Regions from separate parts of the Mus musculus genome. Here region 2 is linked to region 1. A link is a contact called in public HiChIP or PLAC-seq data. All regions are on one chromosome and are shown on one strand. The core of a region is the stretch at or near the end of the contact, and the rest is flanking DNA. Distances in the headings are between cores, read along the strand shown. Region 1 overlaps Pikfyve (phosphoinositide kinase, FYVE type zinc finger containing). Region 2 holds the start of Kansl1l (KAT8 regulatory NSL complex subunit 1-like).

Region 1 (3,996 bases), core at 1,126-3,625:
AAATAATCAGGGAAGAAACAAATGTAATCAGAAAAAGGATGAGAAGCAAGGGACAGGATATAATTAGGTTGTGATGCCATTTATACTCCATACTAGCTTTATTGGTCTGTAGTCCTCTAAGCGGAACTTGGTACACACCTGATGGTCTTTCTTGGATGAGCAAGAACCAGACTGGGAGGAAGTTTATTTGTCAACATTGTAGCAGAAGCAGACTCTGTGTGTGTGTGTGTGTGTGTGTGTGTGTGTGTGAGAGAGAGAGAGACAGAGAGAGACAGAGAGAGAGACAGAGAGAGAGAGAGAGAGAGACAGACAGACAGACAGACAGACAGAGAAACAGACAGAGAGACAGAGACAGAGACAGAGACATAGAACCTTATATAGCCTGGGCTGCCCTGGACTTGTAAGTAACTTGGCCTTTCAAATTCTGAAATTATAAGTATGACTTAACCACGTTTGGTTTCAGAATAATTGTGTTTTATTGGAGCTGCACAAAGAAAATAATTTCAGATGTCCTTGAATTAAAATTTAGTAAGCAGATTAGGAAGTTAATGTACTTCGAGAAAAATAAAGGGAGAAATTGAGAATGTATAGTTGCTATTTCTCCCTCACCAAGTGTCTACAGCAGACTGTAGATTGTTAGGGCCTGAAAATCTTTCAAAATAAAATTTATTAGAGGGTGAAACTTTTCCTAAAACTTTTAAGTAAAATGTATACTTGAGAACTATAATTAAAATTTTTTGTTGCATTTGAATTTGTTACAGACTTATTTGTGAATGAAAGACTATAGACTGAATATTGATATTAATAGTCAGGCTGTCATGATACTTTAATATATCAGAATCTTGAATTATACCAGGTTTTGTATTTCTGGTTTATCTTACTTAGGAAAGGGAATTCTTGAAGAATTATGTTCAACGAATAGTTGATGTTCGACCCACATTGGTTCTTGTTGAGAAAACAGTGTCTCGGATTGCTCAGGACATGTTACTGGAACATGGCATTACTCTGGTCATTAATGTAAAGTCAGTGAGTGTTTATTTGTCTTTTTTTACTCATTTATAAAATCATGGCTTTTAAATTAATATGCATGTATGGTAGGTATGCAGCAATATTTTTATTTGATGTAGCACTTATGTGGAAGTGGGACCCAGGTGTAGTAGCTACATTATTACAACTGTGGACTCACACTGGAAGACAGAAGACAGTGTAACTTAACTGCCATAGGCCACCCCAGTCGGGTATGTGGGTCCCTGGAATGAGGGATCCTCGAAGCTAGGTGGGTAAGGATTTGGTGGTGACAAACAGAAACAAACACAGAGGCAGTTTGAATCTCAGTGTATTTTGCAGCTCTCAAGCAGGGGATTTTATACATTAAAAAACCAAACATTACATCTCTTAGAAACTATATCCAGTGAAACAGTCATAAATAACCAACAAAAATCATTTGGCACAGAAAAGCACAAAAATCATCCAAGCATTACAACTCTGAAACTATGTATTCAGTGAATCACAAACAGAACAGGTAACATCATTATAAATCATCAAAGTGTAATAATTCTAAAAGGATGTATTCAGTGGGGGCTGTCATCCAAGGCTAGTGGCATATTTCTAGGAGCAGGTAGCTATTCTTTTGGGTGTTTTTGAGACCAAAGGTGGAATGGACATGACCCATCAGCATTTGTGCTTCATTCTGTAAAACAGAGGTCACTTTTAAGGAAACTGATTTTTATTTGTTTTCCCATCGTAACATCATGTCATAGCTAAGACATGCTATCCAAATGCTCTTTTAACAAAAGACAATAACAAAATAAAGTAAGAGTAAAAATAATGTAGTTTCACATTGTATTTCTGGCAGGTCTGGAACTCAGTTATTAAACCAGGCTGACCTCAAACTTGCACTAATCCTCCTGCCTCTGCTTCCTAAGTGCTGGAGTTATACAAGTGAACCACCATGCCACACCCATGTTTTGATAAGAGTACCATGACCATGGTTTCTTTTTGGGGCTACACATTGATTATTTAGCAAGTAAATTTGGCCAAGTGTAGAATAAACAAGTTGTCAAGCGATTGATTTATTAAAATTAAAGAAGTTGATTGTGAACATTATTTTGTTTAATACTTAATGTACTTTTCCATGTTATTGAGATTTTTATTCATAGCTAATTTAATTTTGTAATACAGTGTTTTTCTGTTTTGTAGCAAGTTTTAGAAAGAATCAGTCGAATGACCCAAGGTGATTTAGTGGTGTCCATGGACCAGCTGCTCACCAAACCCCACTTGGGCACTTGCCACAAATTTTATATGCAGATATTTCAGCTGCCTAATGGTGAGTCATCTTAAGCATATAATCACTCAGTTAGGGACCTCAAGGAGAAGTGAGTCATCTCTGAGTTAACTGTATCATTGTTTATTCAGCAAGTGTTAATATCTGTTAGCACTGGTTAAGTGGGAGATGTTTCAGGTGGCTTTATTCACATATGGTTTTTCTTTTTTGTGGGTAGTAAATTGTTTGGTCATCTAAGTCTCTTCATTTTTATTTATTTATTTGTAGAACAAACCAAAACACTGATGTTTTTTGAAGGCTGTCCACAGCATCTAGGCTGCACAATCAAGCTCAGAGGAGGCTCTGATTATGAGCTGGCTCGAGTTAAGGAGATCCTAATATTTATGATCTGTGTAGCTTATCATTCTCAGCTAGAAATCTCTTTTCTCATGGATGAGTTCGCTATGCCTCCAACATTAATGCAAAGCCCTTCATTCCATCTTCTGACGGAGGGACGAGGTGAAGAGGGAGCCTCTCAGGAGCAGGTCAGTGGCAGCTCCCTTCCTCAGGATCCTGAGTGCCCTCGTGAGGCCCTGTCTTCTGAGGATAGCACTTTGTTGGAATCAAGGACTGTGCTAGAGAAGGGTGAACTAGACAATAAAAGTATTCCACAAGCTGTTGCCTCTTTGAAGCATCAAGATTATACCACCCCCACTTGCCCAGCAGGTATTCCCTGTGCTCTTTTTGCATTGGTACCAGAGTCATTGTTGCCTCTCCATATGGATCAACAGGATGCCGTAGGAAATGAACAGCCAGAGACTTCACAGCAAACGGATGAGCAACAGGATCCCAAAAGCCAGATGAAAGCTTTTAGAGACCCTTTACAGGATGACACTGGAATGTACGTTACTGAGGAAGTCACCTCCTCTGAAGATCAACGAAAGACTTATGCCTTGACATTTAAACAGGAGTTAAAAGATGTAATCCTCTGTATCTCTCCAGTTATTACATTCCGTGAACCTTTCCTTTTAACTGAAAAGGGGATGAGATGCTCAACTCGAGATTATTTTCCAGAGCAGATTTACTGGTCTCCTCTTCTCAACAAAGAGGTGAAGGAAATGGAGAGCAGGAGGAAGAAACAGCTGCTCAGGGATCTCTCTGGACTTCAGGGCATGAATGGCAGTGTTCAGGCCAAGTCTATTCAAGTCTTACCCTCACATGAGCTAGTGAGCACCAGGATTGCTGAACATCTGGGTGACAGCCAGACCTTGGGTAGAATGCTAGCTGATTATCGAGCTAGAGGAGGAAGAATTCAGTCAAAACATTTGGACCCCTTTGTCCATTCAAAAGATGCATCATGTACTTCAGGTGGCAAATCAGGAAACAAAACTGAGAGTGATGAAGAGAGGGGATTGATTCCAAGTGATGTAATATGGCCAACAAAGGTAGGACGTCTGGGTAAGATTAGAATGTTTTGTCTGTTGAAAAATTACTGAGGCAAGATTTTTAAAAAAAACAATATGACAAATTGCATGCAGACTTTTAAAATATTTATTCTTTTGTTTATTTCCTTTCTTCTTCTTGAGTCTGGTGGCTTATATATGAAGTAGAAAAGTAGAGTCATAAGGCAACAAAACTGGGATTTTGGATTTTAATATGCACTTGTAGTAAAGTAGGAAGGGCTTGAACTAAGGGAAAGTGTGTAGTTGTTTTAAGTTTCTGTCTGTATTGCT
Region 2 (3,748 bases), core at 698-3,197, 1.6 Mb after region 1:
GAAAAACTAAAAATATACTCAAATGATGAAAATGTTAAGCAGTTATTAAAATCGTTTTTCAGAGAATATTTAATATTTCTACTTTTAAATTAACTGAAAACGCATGCTCTCCAGTTTTAGGGAAAATTATACATAGATAAGAAGTGATAGCAGACCTTGACAGTGATCTTTCAAACCGTGAAGAGAAACTTAAAGTTACAGCAGTTAGGCACACGTTCCTAGGTCAGCTCTAAAGGGGACCTGGATTACACAGCAAGTCCGGAGGCCAGCCTGGTTACATGGCCAGAAACAACACAAAAAGTGCAACAGATCTGGCGAAAATCAAATATCTTACTTCACGGCTTATTCTTAAAATTCCAAAAATATGCTAGCTTTGTTAAAAACTGACGTTATGTTACACCACCACATTACGTGGTGATTTATGCTCACTAACACAAGGCACGTGATCTTCATTACACTCTTTTAAGGCAGGAACTGTATTACGAAACGGTTTTCCAGAGGAAACAGATGTATCAGCAAGGCTGTGACTTGCCCAAGGAAACGGCTAGTTAGCTCTCTGGAAACCGCAGAAATCAACCCCCGGCATTACTAAACAGTCTGCGTTCCACACCTGCGCTTTTCCCCCTCCACTGTCGAATTATTTTTAGAACTACTTCTACCCTCAAATCCTGCCTGTTTTGCCAGCTGTGCTCAGGAACAGTTTCGGGGAAGTTATGTTGCTATCAAACTTGCCCTATCCAATCAGGATTTAAAAACCTTTCTACAAACACAAAGTTAAACTATTAAAGGCGGCGGCGGCGGCCAATCTTTCTTAGTCTCTCCGGCACATTCTGCGTCCAAGCTGGGGGAATCAAAGCCAGAAGGTGACTCCCACAACTCCAGTCTCCCGGGAACCCGCGATGGGAACAGCGAGGACAGGGAACCGCCACCGCGCCTTCTGCGGGGGTACCGAGGACGCCCACGCAGCGCCCGCTCCTCGCAAGGCAGATCCCAACAGCTCCTTCCCCGATTTGGGACCACACAACACCGTCCTGCATTTATTTCTCCTTACCAAACGCTGTTTCTTTTTTTAAAGCTAGCCCTCTCCCCTCTTGGGCACAAGCAGCAACACCAACTCGGACCGGTTACCTTTCAATAAACCACAACACTCCCTTCCACCCCAAACAATTCTAAAGGCCAAATCCATAACGGCCCCAAATAAGAAGAAATTAATGTCGCCGCTGGCCAGCCAAGCTCAGCGTTACGGAAAGCTTCCCACAGAGCGCCCCACACCCCCAGGACAGGCGCCGCTGCTCCAGCCTTGCGGGGGGCGGGGGGGGGGGGAGGGAGAGGGCGTGCCCAAGAAAAACCACGTGTTCCGCCTTCTGCGCACGCGCCAGCCAAAACAAAAGGGAGGCCTGCCAAGCCCCGCCCCATCCCCACGTGACTCGAATCCAGGCCCGCCCCCTGCCCCGCCCTCCCCTCCCCGCCGTGTCTGCCAAGGCTGTTAGGTTTAGCCGTTTAAATTTGGCTGCGGTCCGACCCCTGCCCCAAAGCACGGTCTTGTGCCGGGGCCCGCAGTCCAACGGCAAGCAGGGTTCGGGGTGCAAAGGGGGCTGCCCGGCGGACGCCGAGCCCGCGAGTCCACCCGGCGGTCTTCTCCGCTCTTTCCCGCCCCGCGCCGCCGCCGTCCCCCGCCGAGGAGACCCACCCCCCTCAGCCCGCCGCTGCGACGCCGGCCACTCGCCTGCTGGGGCGCCCTGGCTGCCCTCCGCCGCCGCACCTTCGGTCCGGCCGTGGTGGGGGCCGCCGAGGCGATCTCTAGCTGTCCGCCCGCCTCCCCCCACCCGGGGCGCCGCCGACTCGTCTCCAGAGCGCGCCCCGCTCCCGCCCCGGCTGACGCCGCCGCCGCGGTTTAACAGTCCGCCCGCTGCCCGCAGCTCCGGGCGCTCGGGGGACGGAACCCTACGGCGGAGGGAGGGGAGTGGGGGAGGGCGGGGCCCGGCGCCGGCCAATGGCAGCGGGGGAGGGGCGCGCCATGCAAATGAGACGGGCGGCGGGGAAACCCCGGCGGGGGCGGGGCCCGCGGAAGCCGCTGGGAGCGTTCTGAAAGCAGCCTGAGCGCGGTGGCCGAACTCTGCCGGCTCCCAGTGCGTTCCGCGCCGCCGTTGTCCCGCGCTCTCTCCACCCCGGTGCCAGCCCGCAAAAGTCACCCCGCCGGCCGTGCTGCGGGGCGCTGCGGTTTCTTTAGGTCTGTTACAGGAAAATAAGACCTGGAAACTCCGGGCGGGCAGGGCCGTCCTGGCCAGGCCGAGGGTTAAGCAGCCCTCAACGCTCCAACCTTTTGCTTCTATGGGTCCCAGAGGCTCGATCCCGAGTCATGCTCTGTCGGACCTCTGAGGACCTTAAAATAGGTGGCAGACCTGCCATGGATACATTTGAGTTAGCTTATGATTAAGGAGCTCTGCAGTTAACTCTGAGGTAGCGCAGACCAGCGGGATTTTAATGGAAACAGTTGGCTAGAGACAGAAACATCTCTGCGAGCGAGTCTTGCACCTGGCCCAGCTCGCAGCTCGCAGCTCACCACCGTTAAACGCACCCGGGCATTTCCCCAGGCTTGAACTTGATGCTTGAGAAAAAAACGATAGCCTAAATATAGCTCCTTAGATAATAGATTAGACGCTTTGCTAAGCAGATTTTCACTAGAATGCTGTAGGAAGTGAAAAGGCACTAGAATTTTTAGATCGATATATCACTTCTACCTTATTTATTTGGAAGGGCTTACAGGCAGGAGTGTATAGAATTGAAGTCATAAAGAAGCAATACTTAAGACATTACCAGAGTTGGAAAATTAACTGTTCTTTCTTTTTCTAGTACATGAATAAATAGCTGAAATAATTTTTATGATAAACTGCCTACAGTAGGGAAAATGGTTATAAAAATTACTCAGAACAATAATTGCTCAATATGGGTCAAGGATGGGCAGTCCAGAAAATAGATTTGCCTTCATTCAATTAAAAATCATGGACTAACAGTGTGTTGGAGGAAAAAGTAAACACTGGATATTTGTCATATTTAAAGGGATGGGTAAAACACTTAAAGAATGTGGTAGGGTCTGGAGTGATGGTACAAACCTTTAATCCCAGGCACAGGTGGGCCAGCCTAGTCTAGTGGTTAGGTCCAGGATAATCATAGCGACATACTGAGACTGTGTCTAAACCCAAAACAAAACTGCACAGTGGATGTATAGCCGTTTGAGAAGTCAACGGTGATCAAGCAGTTCTAAGATCCTGTATTCACCTGGGCATTCATTTTAAAGGCTTCACAAAAAAAAAAAAAATGGGAGGAAGGCATGAATAACTTAGAAAGCAGTACCCTTAGGTGGAGATGATATGCATCCAACTATTGGAGCAGAAAACAACACTGTCTCTTACATTGTTAAATCATAGACAAGAGAGGGCGCTTGCCTAGCATGGGTGAAGGAGGCCCTACACTCAGTATCTAGCAGAGTAATGACTGACAAGGAATTCAAATTTAAAGCTGGGGTAATTATGGAGCCTACAGGTTACTTTGTCAAGCCAGGTGTGGTGGTGCACGCCTTTAATGCCAGCACCTGGGAGGCAGAGGCAGGTGGATTTCTGAGTTCGAGGCCTGCCTAGTCTACAAAGTGAGTTCCAGGACAGCCAGGGCTATACATACAGAGAAACCCTGTCTCCAAAAAAACAAAACAAAAACAAAAAAAAAAAGGTTACTTTGTCCCTGTGAAGTA

The links. HiChIP or PLAC-seq counts read pairs in DNA pulled down with a chosen protein or histone mark.
Region 2: a contact with region 1 is called in an H3K4me3 HiChIP or PLAC-seq map of bone marrow-derived macrophages, with 5 times the contacts expected there. The contact joins the promoter of Kansl1l here to the enhancer-like site in region 1. A contact is called at or near these places in 6 of 39 promoter capture datasets (the 3T3-L1 cell line, cranial neural crest, frontonasal cranial neural crest and 3 more) and 8 of 115 datasets of contacts at active chromatin or transcription factors (acute myeloid leukemia, bone marrow-derived macrophages, embryonic forebrain and 5 more).

What each region holds. Positions count from the first base shown.
Region 1 is chr1:65,243,511-65,247,506 of GRCm38.p6, forward strand. It overlaps Pikfyve (phosphoinositide kinase, FYVE type zinc finger containing), which reads left to right. Exons shown (of 42, transcript NM_001310624.1): 18 at 886-1,026; 19 at 2,200-2,326; 20 at 2,552-3,708. Among named protein-coding and RNA genes, the nearest start is that of Pikfyve, 59 kb to the left of the region's middle. Within about 2 kb of position 2,376, at least 19 of the 459 cell types and tissues checked have an H3K27ac peak or open chromatin away from gene starts, as enhancers often do. A contact at or near this core is called in bone marrow-derived macrophages, where this site is marked.
Region 2 is chr1:66,815,648-66,819,395 of GRCm38.p6, forward strand. It overlaps Kansl1l (KAT8 regulatory NSL complex subunit 1-like), which reads right to left and starts at 1,948. Exons shown (of 15, transcript NM_001122738.1): 1 at 1,727-1,948.